Regions from separate parts of the Rattus norvegicus genome. Here region 1 is linked to region 2. The links are chromatin contacts, called in public Hi-C maps. All regions are on one chromosome and are shown on one strand. Each heading gives the region's core, a stretch centred on a gene start, on an enhancer-like site or on the middle of the called end of the contact. The rest is flanking DNA. Distances are from core to core; before and after follow the strand shown. Region 1 overlaps Slc66a2 (solute carrier family 66 member 2). Region 2 holds the start of Hsbp1l1 (heat shock factor binding protein 1-like 1).

Region 1 (7,329 bases), core at 3,867-6,366, 39 kb before region 2:
GTGGAGGTTGTGTGTGTGCATGTGTGTGCACATGTGTAGAGTGTGTGTACACATGTGTAGAGTAAGTGTGTGTGTGCACATGTGTAGAGTGTGTGTGTGCACATGTGTAGAGTGTGTGTGTGCATATGTGTAGAGTGTGTGTGTGCACATGTGTAGAGTAAGTGTGTGTGTGTGCACACGTGTAGAGAAGTGAGTGTGTGTATGTGTGTGCACATGTGTAGAGTGAGTGTGTGTGTGCACATGTGTAGAGTAAGTGTGTGTGTGTGTGTGTGTGTGTGTGTGTGTGTGTACACACGTGTAGAGTAAGACTTTCCAGGAAATCCGTTCTGAGGCCTACTAAAGTCAGTCAGAAAGGAATGCGCCACCCACCTCCCCTCCCCCATTCCCAGTCCCAGGAATCCAGAGGTAAAGCACGGTAGGGCTAAAGTCCAATGTAGATTTCTCCCCCTTGCGGTGCAATGGCACAAGCAGACAAGGGATAAAACCCACACAATCTTGCTTCCACCTGACAGCAGCCTCTGATTCTTAGGCCCGTGGCAGTGTCTGTGCCTGTGCACGTCTTAAACCCATTTTCGATCAATCACATGGAGTGCCTGCCTTCTACCAAATTTATCTGAAACGGCGACACTTTCCATGCTTATCACGCAGATCCACGGCAGTCCAGCATGCCATCGAGAAGGTAGGGACACAGTAGGACCTGCGACATCCCCGAGTAGGATTCTGGTGACCAATCCTAATAATAAAGGTGCCGGCTCAGCGGGGCCCGGCGGGGCCGGCGGTATCGGGAGCTTGGCCAGTAAATGCCCCTGTGCACATGAAGGAGCCCAGCGCCTGTGCCTAGAGGATGCTGAGCAGGGAGCCCCAATATCTCCAAACACCGACTCCGTTCTCAGCTGAAAACGGCTTGCCCAACACTTTCGCTTTGGAACAGCGAGTTAGTGGCCTTTCCTCCGCGATCTGCACTGATGTAGACCCAGAGCTAATGCTCTCCTGCACGTCCGCCACTGCACGTCCGCCAGCCCCAAACCAGAGCTGTGGGATCGTCATGGCTCCGGCTCCACCCGATTTCAATCAATCAATCAATCAATCAATCAATCAATCCAGACCCCCGGGGCTCCACCCATCCTCACTAGGGAAACGGGATCTACCATGGTCACGACTGCCAGCCTATCTCTGCCCTTCCTATGTAAGTATCACACTCAGGCCTCTCCTACACTGATTTCTACACCTCACGCTTATAATCTACGTGTGCACAGGAGCCCCGTCCCTACAACCCTGCATCCAGTAAGAAGAACTACAGAGGGATATTAAAACCCCGTATCCGGCATGACCCCAACCCTCTGTCCTGTCCACTGCCTGTCCCTTCCTAACAGGACTTGCTTTCCTTAGCAAAAACAGACCCTATGATTCCACTGATAACAGAGTATCACCAGGACACACCAGGGCGCACAAGGGTGACTCGAACCTTCAGAGAAAGGTGGTCCCCAGAGGCAGGATGGACTTTAGTGAGGAGTGGGTAGGGAGAAGTGGGCAGGGTCTCGGGGGAGAAGGAGGATGGCGTCTCAGAGGGCACGGGGTCTCTGAGAAGCAGATAGGCTCTCAGCGTGAAGTCAAACAGCTCCCTTAAGGATGGTGCGGAACTGAATGCACGGCTGTGTTCTTCCCTCCTCCTCGCCTGACCTGTGCTGAGTAAACACTGTTTTCTTCATAGACTTCCCAATGGTCTATGGGAACCGTCCTGTGCTAGACAGATGTCGTCAGACACTTCTTAGCACGATCCTGACACGAGTCCATCCTTGTCTGCCAGACACTGTACCTCTGGCAGGCCATGGCATGACACTGAAAAAGCCACAGTTGGGGTACCTTTGTCAGGTTCCTAGGCCCTGCCATCCAGATGGATAGGTGTCATGTTCCTCAGTCCCTGGTCCTGTGTAAGCTCTGCGGCTCCTGATGGGCTACGGCCTCCTCACAAGGTTTCTGCTTCCCTCCCTGGCCCCATCGAAACAAATCTCCTCAGACAAGAGTCAGAGGCCCAGTGTGTCTAAGCAGCGTGACTTCCCCCTCGCTGTCAGAGCTCGACAGCCCCAGTGAGTGCCGTGGGAACCTCCACAGGGACACCTCCTACCTCATGCCCTCCGTGGAGCGGTGACGATAGTTCCGATACAGCTGCGGCACACCCAGCATGGCTTCCGTCAGCACTGCCAGGAAGCCCAACGTCTCCACAAACAGAGCCGAGTCGATGGACAGGTAGGTGATGTAGCCGGCCACACCTGTGAAGGCCAGAACACACTGCACATAGTCTGCGAAGCTGCTCCAATGCCAGAAATGATGAGGGTCGAAGTCTAGAGGGAGAGGGAGAGAGAGGCACCTCAGTTGGGCAAGCAAATTATACTTCATGGGGGGGGGGGGATACCGACAAGGCATGAGCAGGTCCAGTCGGCAAAGTCTTTGTGAGGAGGGATGAATGGACTCAGCTAAGGTTAGCGAGGTGAGGAAGTGCAGAGGAGACAGGACCAGGGCGAGGCCAGTGGGGGGGGGGGGGGGACTGAGTGGGTCGAAGTCAGTGTGGGGGATGTGGATGATTCAGTTCAGTGAGGAAGAGATGGGAACGAGCCAGTCAGTGTGGAGGAGACCCAGCAAGCAGGCAGAGGTCAGTGTGGGCAGATGAGATCCCAACAGAAGCAATTCCAGGGACCCTTGGTACCAACATTAAGTCGTTCGGCTTAATTCGAATAGTTCTAGAGAGGAAGACATAAACCACGCCTCTGGAATCTGACACCTGCCTGCGTTTACAGGGACAGCTCTGCCCTCTGTGACTCTGGTTAACTACGTGTCTCCATTCACTTGGGTTAATGAACCTCCTGGGACTGATCTAATGGTTAATGATCCGTTCTACGAGTCTTGACTGTTTTTAGCCCATGAGGGAGACCTGGTCAGCACACAGTACTACTGCTAAATACTTGGTCACCAGCGCGATAGCCCAGGCTGCCTGAGGACGGATTCTGTGGAATTATTCACAAGCACTGACGTGAATGAATTAAATGACACTTCAGCAGATGAATACTCCCGGGACTGTGGAAGCTGCAGGGAAGCTTCTGGAGAGAAGGGAAGCTGAACGAGAGGATGCAACATGGCTATGCCTGACTGGGCTCTTAGACCACAAATCCAAGACAGGGAATTCCAGCAGGTGTAGGTGAGCAGGGCCAAGAGATGCCCGAGATGCTAAACTCTTCCAAGTATGGCTGCTTTTAGGGGGAGGTTGGAGGCTGGGAAAGAAAAAGTCCCCCCAACACACATTCCACTGCTCTCCCAATGAGCTACACCCCAGCCCACTGAACACCTTCTGTAGTGAGGAAAACAGCTAACACATCGCTGGTCTGGTATCCCCATTCGCAATGAAAAATGGATGGACTTTAACATGCACATCACAGTAGATCTGCAGCCCTGGGGTCTTCAGAGGCTCGACCTGCCCTGTATCAGCACTCCTGCCTCCGAGCTATGGATCTGAGTGAGCAGGCTGCCCTCTCCCTCTGCTCCAGAAGAGATCGGGACACGCTGGTACAGCACACATTAAAGTGTGTGTGTGTGTGTGTGTGTGTGTGTACACGCACACACACACACGCATACACACGCATGCACACTCGGGTTGGGGAGGGGGATTGAACTTCCAGTTACTCAGACAACACACACACACACACACACACACACACACACACACACACACACACACACAAAGGCCATTCCTAATACCACCCAAGGGTTTTAGTTTTCTGAGGAAGCTATTTTTGTTTCTCGGGATTAGGACAAAAAGGGGAAACCCCAAGAGAACAGAGACCAGGTTACCTGCATCAATGGCATTTTATTGTGTCACACACTATGTAGACCGGCAGGGTGTTGCCCCATGCCCACTCCACTTACTGGGCTCAGAGACACAAAGGAGCCACCCTGTCAGAGATTACAAGTCTCATTAAAGCTTGGACCCAGGACAAACTCCAACAAAGAGCTGCCGTCCTGAGTCTGGGTCTCTGGGGTCCCCCATCCCCAGCCTCAGGAGCAGGCATGTGGCCCAAAGGCCTAAATGTGTTATCAATACATCACTGAAGTTTGACTCAGGGCTAACTACAGGGCTAAAGCCATGTGAGAGGAAAAGGAGCTGTCACCTTCACCCAGGGACCATGCTTAGTTTTATGTCCACTGTCTGTTCTAGAGCCTTCTTGATGCCTGTCTAGCCTGTGTTCACTCACAGTTCCAGTGTTCCTGATCATGGCCTAAGGAACTGGCCCTTCAGACGAGAAGCCCAATCCCAGGAGGAGCCTTCTTTGGGGGAGCAGGGCAGGCAGAGCTGGCCTGCACGACAGGGGCCCAGGCACTGACTCTATGTTCCAACACCGTCAGGGAGTGCTAATCCAACCCTCAGAGACAAACAGATTCCCAACAGAGAGCAGGAAAGAGGTCATCAGCCCAATGTAACATCTCCCATGTGGTGTGTGGTGACTGGGACCTGGAGGTCAGAGGTAGCCCTTCAAGCAGCAGGTAGCAAGGGTCAGAGGGAGGACAAGCATGGCCCCCAGGATACCTGGTACCTGAGAGGCAGTGAGAAGATATGGAGAGATAATGGGGAAGACACAGTGCCCCAAGTTTCCTCCTGAAGGCAGAAAAGTAAAGAGCTCTCTGCAGGATGCTTACATATTAATACCTAAGACGAACACATCTGAAAACCCCAATGTTCTTCTGAATCTATGACCTACAACAGAATGGACAACCAATACATCAATAGGCAAAAGGAATAGACAGAAAGTGGGGGGGGGGCCCAGAAGAAAACCCAGCATCCTCAAGTGTTAAGGTCAAGTCCTCCAGGACCCCCTGAGGGCAGAGTAGCCCTAACTCGGTGAGAAGGAAAAGACACTGGGTCCATCACAGCACTGAGAACGGAAAGAAACCAAGTCCGGGTCAGGGTTTTGTGTTTGTTTTTGTTTCCCTTAACTGCCCATCTCTGGGGCACGGTGGGTACCACACCTTGAGGCCCCAGTTACCTGGGGCAGCTTTATTAACCTGTGGTGTAATCTGTGTTCCTCCAGCAGCCCACCAGCACCCTCATGTGGCTGGTCTGTGCCAATGCAGGCCAAGCCTTTCTACTCCCTTAGAAGCAGGGGAACAAGACTGGGTTCTCTCAGCTCCTGGCCTAGAGTTTAGGCCAATGACAACCAACCACTGAAAAGGCAGCAGGAGCCCCAGAGCCAGCGAGGAACAAGGTACAGGGTTCTCTACCTTGGAAGTGACTCCTCAGAAATGACAGCTCTGTTCGAGGCTGGCGGGTCAGGTCCTGCCAGGACCAGCACTAGGACTCACCTCAGAGAAGATGGGCAGGAAGGGGCAGCTGACGCTCTGCACTAACAGGAAGTAGGGGCTCAAGAGACTGAGCTGACAGAGCTGGTGAGCTAGGAAAGGACAGACCACCCCAATGACAGCGCGGCAGGCACGTAGCGCCTCACAGCTCCACCTCACAAGTGAGACCACGGAATACTTCTCCCCAGCTCCCCAAGATGCTCGGCATTACCACAGGAGAGCTACAGCCACAGCCTCCAAGCTCCAGAAAGGTTTCTTGTGGCTGTTCCACGTGCCCTTGTGGCAGAGAAGCAAGTCTGGACCGTGGACTGGGAATGACAGAAACCCAGCTGGCTACCCAGAATGAATCCTTCGGCCCATGAAACTGGGAGAACCGAGAGGAGTTCACATCAGACATGGCTCACGCTGACCACTCTTTCCCTGAGCACCTCTGAGCAAGGCCACATAGAGAGGCCACAAAGAGCATCAAACCATGGCCTGCAGCCATCAGACCGCTGGGGCAGCAATCCAGAACAGCTCTCACCATCCCGGGGGACACTAGCATCAAGGAAGATCTCCTCAAACCAATCAGAAGAAATGGGAAACACAGTACCCTGACCCTAGTGGGGCGAGTAAAGGACAGAGTAGGGCTCTGCACAGGAAAAGAATCTGTCTCAGCAGCACAAGGGCAGAGCCACTCCCGAGCCCCTTGCCCACGAGTGTCCCATAGACACACTCATTCCCAAGCCCGAAGGCCCTTCTTGGACAGCTATGACAGAGGAGCTTCTTCCTCTGTCTCCCAGGGTCCCACCAGCATGGAACTCGGCGCATGCTGGACACAAACCATTGGGAACTCCACACTGCTCTGTGTGGCTCAACCGCTGGCTTCACTCTGCCCCGAGGGTCCCAGGCTAGCCTCTAACCCCCAGCCTGACCAGACTACTGGTCAGAAAACCAACTGAGTCCAAGCCTCCCAGGTCAGGAGCAGGAGTGCACCCCAGCACATGTTTACCGAAGTCAAGAGCAGACCACGGTGCTCCTGGAAATGACTATAAAGTGCCCTGCAACTTACTTGGGCTCTTTGACTGGAGGATGCTGAGGCCTGAGGCAGCGCCATTCTGGGTAGTGATAGAAAATATACTCAACCTCAAATAGCTCAAGAAAATAATCATTGTGGTCCAAAGTTAACTTGGTGATGATGTCTATATGAAAAATTAACACTGTGTGAGAGAACAGACAAAAAGATCTAATCCTGGCCACCCTGGTTCTGATTCATGCACAGCCTTTCTTCCTGCACCAATGCTCACTGGAACTTACCAGGTAGAACCCCAAGTCCCAGGAAACCTGCACAAGCCTCCGGGGCATGGCAGTTCCTCTAGAGAGATGACAGGAGCCACATGGCCCACGCAGCACCAGCTTTCACTCTGCCTGAAGGTCAGCTACTTCAACAGACTAACAGCCAAGACCTCCTGCGACAGCTGAAATGACCTTCCAAACTGGTGGTCCCTACTCACCCCAGCACTGCCCTCACCCACAATAGACAAGGGCGGCTCCACCAGACGATGGCTCGGAGACACAAAGTCAATGTTCTGGGAATCTAGCCCACCCAGGAAGCTGGGGGGCAGTGCTGGTCCTATTCCCCTCTCCCAGCTTCCAGACAGGGCCACCTGGAAAACTGACTGGGAGCACCCACTGCTTGGCCAAAACAAACAAGCAACCACCAAGGCCAGTATCCTGTTCAGATCTGAAGTTACACAGATAAGGCTGCCATGGTACTGCTGCTAATGATGGTTCCACATCACTGGGGCAGCTACTCCGAGAGCCAGAGAAGCCAGGGTGAGTAGTGCTTGTTACGAATGGGTTATCATTGCCGTTGACTCTCTGTCTTTCATTTCAGGAGTCCTTTCTAACTCTATCCTACCAACATCCCAGCAAAGGATTCGAACACTCAACTCCAAGTTTCTCCATCAATGGCATTGACAGACATGCGGTCAGCCTGGCCTG
Region 2 (7,598 bases), core at 4,853-7,352:
TTGCTTTTATGGTAAGGCCTTCTATGTAAGGAGCTCCCTGCCCTGAGTCTCCCTCCCTGCCTCCCTTTCTCTCTAGGTGTGTGTGGTAAAGATTAGTTTTATTTTTATTTATGTGTCTCTGTGTATATGAGCATGTGTATGCATGCAGAGCCCATGGAGGCCAGAAAAGAATGTCGGATCCTTTAAATATGTTTGTAAGCTGTCTGACATATTGCTAAAACTCAAACCCTAACCACTGAGCAATCTCCTCAGCCCCAAGTAGCCTTCTCTTTATTGTGTGTCTGGAAGTGTCAGTTTCTATGTTAGTTTAGTTGTAGTTAACTCAATTGTCATCTCTCAGTGGTTTCTTCTCTGTGGTTGGTGGGTCTAGACATAGACTGTATTGTCAGAAGAGTGGAGTCTCTGAGATAAGTCAGGATGGCTTGGTGTAGATCACAGTGTACGGAGTATAACCTGTATAGCTACCCCTACAATAGAAATGGTCATAAGCTTTTGTCCTCCTTAGCCACTAGTGTGGTCCTTGGCGTTTCATGTGAAGTGGCAATCAGGCCTTCTTCTATATGGTGCTCACACCCCCATGTGGTGCTCACACCCTCATGTGGTGCTCACACCCTCATGTGGTGCTCACACCCCTCATGTGATGCTCACACTCTCATGTGATGCTCACACCCTCATGTGGTGCTCACACCCTCATGTGGTGCTCACACCCCCATGTGGTGCTCACATCCTCATGTCATGCTCACACCCTCATGTGATGCTCACACCCCCATGTTGTACTCACACCCCCATGTGATGCTCACACCCTCATGTGATGCTCACACCCTCATGTGGTGCTCACACTCTCATGTTGTACTCACACCCCTCATATGGTGCTCACACCCTCATGTGGTGCTCACACCCCTCATGTGGTGCTCACATCCCCATGTGGTGCTCACACCCCTCATGTGGTGCTCACATCCTCATGTGGTGCTCACACCCTCATGTGGTGCTCACACCCTCATGTGGTGCTCACACCCTCATGTGGTGCTCACACCCTCATGTGGTGCTCACACCCCTCATATGGTGCTCACATCCTCATGTGATGCTCACACCCCTCATGTGATGCTCACATCCTCATGTGATGCTCACACCCTCATGTGGTGCTCACACCCTCATGTTGTACTCACACCCTCATGTGGTGCTCACATCCCCAGCTTAGGGACATGCTGGTGCCTCTAGTTCTCCCCAGGGGTGCAGCTTTCTAGTTGCTCTGGACCAAGCAAAATTTTATTTTGCTCTCTCTCTCTCTCCCTCCCTCTCTCTCTCTCCCCCCCCCTCTCTCTCTCTCTCTTTCTCTCTCTCTCTCTCTCTCTCTCTCTCTCTCTCCCTCCCTCCCTCCCTCCGTCCCTCTATCCCTCCCTCCCTTGGACTCACAGAGATCATCCTGCCTCTGCCTCCGGAGTGCTGGGATTAAGGGAATGAGCCACCACCTGGCTGGAAAGCAAGAGTTTTAAGAAATGGTAGTCGATATCCTGGAGTAGGTTTGCTTTATTGTTTATCTATCCAGTCAGGATGAAGACTGCTGCTGTTCAACAAACAAATCCACATGATCTACTGTATTTTCCCGAACCAAGATCCATCCTTCCAGCTCTGTATCCAAGAAACCACTGCTAAATCCAATGTCATGCCCCCCTCTCTGCGTATATTTAAAACGTTTACAATTTCAGCTATTATGCCTAGCTCCTTGATCTACTGTGAGTTAGACATTTTCCCCCACACATCTAGACATCCAGCTAAAGAAAGAGGCACTTTTATGACAAAGGAAATTAATTTGTTCTCTTTAAGGTAAGTCACCTAAGCTTTATGTCTCAGTCCCATCACCCTGCACGGGCATGTGTGTAGTGTCCACACAGTGTCACTTGTGTGTGGGGCCTCCCATGGCCTCAGAGTGCTGATCATTTCCACATAGAATTGAAAACCTTGCCTGTGCAGGAGTCTCTGCCAGGGCTGTCTTTTCTGTGGGGCAAGGAGAGCTTAATGCTCTGGGGCTCTTTCCTGGCCACCTGCTCCTGACCAGATGCTCAGCTCTCTGAGCTCACCAGATAAACTAAGTGCACAGCCATCTCTACGTGCCTCCCGGTAAGCCTGCGGTCTGGGTCTGACTCTCTCTCTCTCTCTCTCTCTCTCTCTCTCTCTCTCTCTTTCTCTCTCTCTCTCTCTCTCTCTCTCTCTCTCTCTCTCTCTCTCTCTCTCACACACACACACACACACACACACACACACACACACACACAGCAAGCTGCAGCCTCTTCTGCCTCCTGTAAGCCCTGCCAGCACTTCTCTAACCTCTGTCCTGGCCCAGTAAAAGGAGACACCTTGAGAGAAGGGCTCTGTGTGTGGCTCTGCAGGTGACCGGGCAAGGGTTGGGAGCTGCACACAGATGCACTGCTTTAGCCCCTCGCCTTGATCCCTTGACTCTATAAGTCCCACTCCCAGTGCATCAAGAACACTGCCCTTGGGCTGAGAGATGGCTCAGTGGTTAAGAGCACTGACTGCTCTTCCAGAGGTCCTGAGTTCAAATCCCAGCAACCACATGGTGGCTCACAACCATCTCTAATGGGATCTGATGCCCTCTTCTGGTGTGTCTGAAGACAGCTACAATATATATGTTAAATAAATAAATAAACCTTAAAAAAATAACATTGCCTTTCTCTGCAATGGTTCTACTACTAGAAACTTCCCCTGAAATATTTCATGATCCCATGGTTGGTTCTCTTGGCTGGTGACTCCTTTGCTTTCCACTTTTAGATTAGAGAGGAATCATGGATGCCTCCCCCAGTCCCTGGGCTCTTATCCCTATCTTGGGAAGTCTGTCAGGCTTCCTAAGGGAGAGTCCTATATTTTCTCCAACAGAACCCCCAGGGAACAGATGTCTTGTCTGCCTGACCGCCTGAGTCTCTAGTGGAGCCCCGGGGTCTTTGCCTTCACTGGAGTGTGCTTTATCTATCTAGATATCACTTGGCTCTGCTCTGACTGGTCTGGCTGAGTCACACATGGGAGCCTCCTGAGAGACCTTGCTGGTGAGGAGAGACTCTGCTAGTCTTAATTTCTAGTCCTAGTCTTCTGTGGTCCAGGCTCTGCTCACCGCTCACCCGGCTTACGCTGTCCTCGACTTGCAAAGCAAATGCGTGAAGGATGTATCTAGCCATCAGCTTGAGACACACCAAGGCCCTGTCCCTGCTTGGATTGAACGGAATCTGTCTCATGGTGTCTACCAGCTCCCTGATGCCCTTCTTGAGGCTGACCGTGCTGGCAATGGATGTCAGAAACACCGTTCTGTGACTTGATAAGGCTCAAGTGAGAGACGACATCATTGTGAAACAGCCTTGTGTGTTTTAGGCAACTAGAAGACCATGCGTCTAATCTGGGTTGTGATAGACTAAAGTCAGGCCTGCCAAAGCCTTGGTCTTATCTCTCCAGAAATATTTCCCTTTCCTCCTTAAACTGACTCTAGTGAGTCCAGGGCTTTGAAGCTGAGGTCTGCTTCTGATAGGATCCCCTGGATTAGACTCTAGGTCCACAGTCTCCCGTGGGAGGCCACAGCCTTTTCTCCCCTAATCTCCTCACAGCTGTCTGCAAGAAATCAGATGCTATGCACAGGCTGACCACAGAGGCCGACTGGGGGCCATGCAGGGCCAGCCCTCATACCCCTGCCTACCCTGAGAGGTCAGTCAGTACTAGTCACAACCGTTTCTGCCTCAGTCCTTCTCAAAGAAAAGCAGAGGAAGGCATATTAAAGGATCGTGTCTTAGTCACTGTCCCACCGCTGTGGAGAGGCACCATGATCTCTTCAGCATTTAAATGGAGCTTGCATACAATTTCAGAGGGTTGGTCCATTATCATGGTGTCGTCCCCCACCCCCATGGTGGCACATGTGGCTCTGGAGAAGTAGCTAAGAAGAACATCCTGATCTGATGGGGGAGGGGAGGGGGGAAGGGGCAGGGAGGAGAGAGAGAGAGAAAGAGAGAGAGAGAGAGAGAGAGAGAGAGAGAGAGAGAGAGAGAGAGGTGGGGGAGGCTGATGACACGGCCTTTTAAAACCTCAAAGTTCACTCCCAGTAAAACACTTCCTCCATCAAGACCACACCCCCTAATCTTTCTAATCCTTTTAAAGAGTTCTACTCCTGGTAACCAAGCATTCAAATCAATATATGAACCTATGGAGGTCATTCTTATTCAAACCGCCACAGACGCAAAAGGCAAAATTCAAAATGTATCATTTAAATCCATTGATAACATAATTCTCATACTATAAAATTCACTGAAAGTAATTCAATGGTTTTTAGTATATATACAGGTTGTGCAGCCATGGTAGCAGTCTAATGTCAGGGAACTTGTTCCTCGAGAAGGAACCCCTTACCTCTGAAACAGCTCCCCCTTCCCTTTGTATACTGTAATAGCCACTTAGGTATTGTCTTTGTCGAAATTGTTTCCTATAATGGAGTCCTTCAATAGGTGGCCTTCTGTGGTGGTTTGAATATGCTTGGCCCATGGGAAGTGGTGCTATTAGGAGGTGTGGCCTTGGAGAAAGTACATCACTGTGGCTTTGAGGTCCTATGCTCAAGCTTGGGGCAGAGAAGAGTCTCCTCGTAGCTGCCTTTGGATCAAGATGTAGAACTCTTGGCTCCTCCTGTACCGTGTCTGCCTGCATGCTGCCATGATGAGAATGGACTGGACCTCTGAAACTGTAAGCCATTTAAATGTTTGACTTTGTAAGAGTTGTGTCTCTTCACAGCAATGAAACCCTAACTAAGACACCTTTCTATGATATTTTTGAAGTTCACTCATGGTGTACATACCAGTGTACACTCCTGTTGTTGCACAAGCAATCATATGCACATATACCTCTTCTGTCTGTCTGTCCGTCCACCAGGTTGTTTCCTCCTTGACTGCTGTGATGGCTGAGTACTGCTGTAAAGGGTGTGCACATTTCTGTGTGGGTGTCTGCTGCTCACACCTAGATGTGGAATGTAGTCATGTGGCGAACACTGTTTACCTGTATTTTCCAAAGGGAGGGCATGGTTGTCATTCCTCCGGCACCCCCAGGGGTGTGAAGCAGGGGTTTATCATGGGTACTCGTGAGCAGTGGTGTTGGGTGCCTTTGCCTGTTCTGTTTAAGACCTTGATCTGTTTTTTAGTTTTTTTTTTCATGCGTGGGAATATTTTCATGCTTGCAAGTGCACTGTGTACATGCAGTGCCTGTGGAGGCCGGAAGAAGGCGTCAGATCTCCTGGAACCTGACTTACTGAGGAGCTATGTGGTGTTCTGGGAACCAAACCCTAGTCCTCTGCCAAAGCGGCGAGGACCAAAGAACCATCTCTTCAGCTGCCCTGCCCCCACCTATTTAAAGACACCTGCAGTAAGCACACTTGGCATCAGCGCGCTATCTCTGAACCAGGCTCTCGAGGTACTGCAGTGACCTAAATAGACACGGTCTTCAGCCTTCAGCCCAAGGAGCGCAGATGTGTAAACAAGAAGCTAACTGATAAAAGTGCGGTCCTGGGAAACCCACCACAAGGTGACCTATGAGCCACAACTCCGATCTAACGAGGAAAGGGGTCCTGAGAACTTGTGAAACCAGTCTTGAAGGGAGGTCTGAGCACTGAGCAGCTCAATTCTGAAGCTGACATCCTTAGATCTTGAGAAATGACAACTTTACTGTAACAGATTCAGTTGCCGAGTGTGGTGTGCCGTCGGCTGCTGGCAGCTGTGGGTAAGAGGAGACCCATCACATGAAAGTTTGTCCCTAGACAAAAGCTAGAAGGGTGGGGGGTCCAAAGAGCAAGACAGGAGAGTCGCTTACTATTTGATGGGCACTTGACTGTTTGTGTGAGGCAGAAGCTCTAGCGACGGAGGGACAGGGTGGGTGTGCTTTACGCATTTGCTCTGTGCATTCAGAAGTGTCCGGGGTGCTCACTATCCAGTCGTGTTTATTGTGCCACAGCCCAAGAATGAATAACTGCCGATAGGGTTCCTCCCAGGTCACCTACTCTGAAGGATGAAAACACCCAGCTAAGCCGGATTGGCCGGCTGCTGGTCTGGTCCGCACCTGCCCCCGCGCTCGCTCGCTCTCCGGTTTTAGCCGTGGCCAGCCCAAAGCGCGACATCTGCCTGGTCCACTTAAGACCCAGGACCCCAAACTGTTAGGCTGGTGTGGATGGACGCCCGGACGCCGGAAGTTCCCTGTGGGGACTTGCTGCAGAACGCGGTGAGTGACGCGTGCCCTAGGGCTCCGAGGACCAAGGTCGCCGGCTTGGCTTTAGGGTATTGGAAGGGCTCGCGGCTGCAGCAGTGGGGATGCTAGGGAACTGAAGTCCTGAGCCAAAGGAGTGATGGCGGACGCTGGGCGGCTGGAGATGCAACTTATTCCTATAGAGCCCGGATCCTTGTCCCATACCTGGCTCATCCGCTTGCCCTCCTCCCCACCCTTCAGTCCTTCCCAGGTCCCTAGCCAGGTGTCCATCTGAGAGCGTCTTTCCCTTCCTCCAAGGCCCGCCCCATGTCCCAGATCCCGCCCACACCTCCTTTTCCCCCTAAAGGCTCCGCCTCAAGCCCAAGCGCCGCCCCATTCCTTCCCTGCCTGGTGTTTTCTCTGTAAGTCTGTCACCATAGCAGATCTTTACGTTTAAAGAAGTCAGTTAGAGTCCACGTCATCTACCTTCTTCTGAAAGGCCGCTTGCCACAGGGAACCTGCACAGAGGAGCGCGGGGTCCGAGTTCGAGGACTTGCACTTCCTTCTCTACGGGTACTGCAGGTGTTGGGACAAAGATTACACAGGATAGAGTCACGCAAGATGTGTAGATTTCAGAGTTTCGACCCGAAGCCTCGCAGTCACCGCAATGGCATTCTGTATGGTTTGTGCCGTGCGCTATTAAATCGGCCAAAGCATACAAAGGGCCCGTGGGCCTTTGATTCGCCGTGGACTGCAGCGACAGGGTGACTGTTTCCTGCTTTGATGGTGGAGTTTACAGCTCCGCTCATGCTTTAGATATGTCCATCACAGGTGGACAATTTGTTCCTAGGGATGTAACTGCCTGTAATTCCAAGGGATCCAGGGCAGAGGCAGGCAGATCTGAGTTCCAGGTCAGCCAGCCAGAGGTACACAAGCAGACGCTGCTTCAAAACAAACAAAGAAACAAAAACAAACAAAACAAAACAAAAACAAAAAACAGGTGCCCTGCAACGCTGTGGGCAATATTTATATTTATATTTCCAACACTGCGAGGCAAAAGGAAATCATTGTAAGTGGGAGGCCAGTGCGTTCCAGCCCAGTCAGAGCTACATAGGGAGGCCCTGTCTCAATAAACAACAACGAAGTTAATGGGTGTGTTTGTTTACGTTGTTCCATGGTATTTACCACCTCCTGCACTACTTGTAAATACTTTATTTAGTTACCTAAGATTTATTTTGCAGGCCGAGAACCTACTTCAGGAGGTTGAAGAACATTTCCAAGCTCTGACTGCAACATTAAACCTCAGAAATATCCTTTCTTGCTAACACCCTGAAGCCGATGGTTGTCGGATGCTGTGGGGCAGCTTCTTGTTCTCTGCTGTTGGTGTA

What was found. Hi-C and Micro-C count contacts between places; a contact is called where the count stands out from the background.
Region 1: a contact with region 2 is called in a Hi-C map of liver, with 1.6 times the contacts expected there. The contact joins the enhancer-like site here to the promoter of Hsbp1l1 in region 2. A contact is called at or near these places in 3 of 12 Hi-C or Micro-C datasets (kidney and liver).

The regions. Positions count from the first base shown.
Region 1 is chr18:76,000,143-76,007,471 of GRCr8, reverse strand. It overlaps Slc66a2 (solute carrier family 66 member 2), which reads right to left. Exons shown (of 5, transcript NM_001398665.1): 4 at 2,126-2,342. Among named protein-coding and RNA genes, the nearest start is that of Slc66a2, 25 kb to the right of the region's middle. Within about 2 kb of position 5,116, at least 1 of the 93 cell types and tissues checked has an H3K27ac peak or open chromatin away from gene starts, as enhancers often do. A contact at or near this core is called in liver, where this site is marked.
Region 2 is chr18:75,961,528-75,969,125 of GRCr8, reverse strand. Hsbp1l1 (heat shock factor binding protein 1-like 1) reads left to right here and starts at 6,102. Exons shown (of 4, transcript NM_001136183.1): 1 at 6,102-6,246; 2 at 7,452-7,518. The coding sequence starts at 6,196.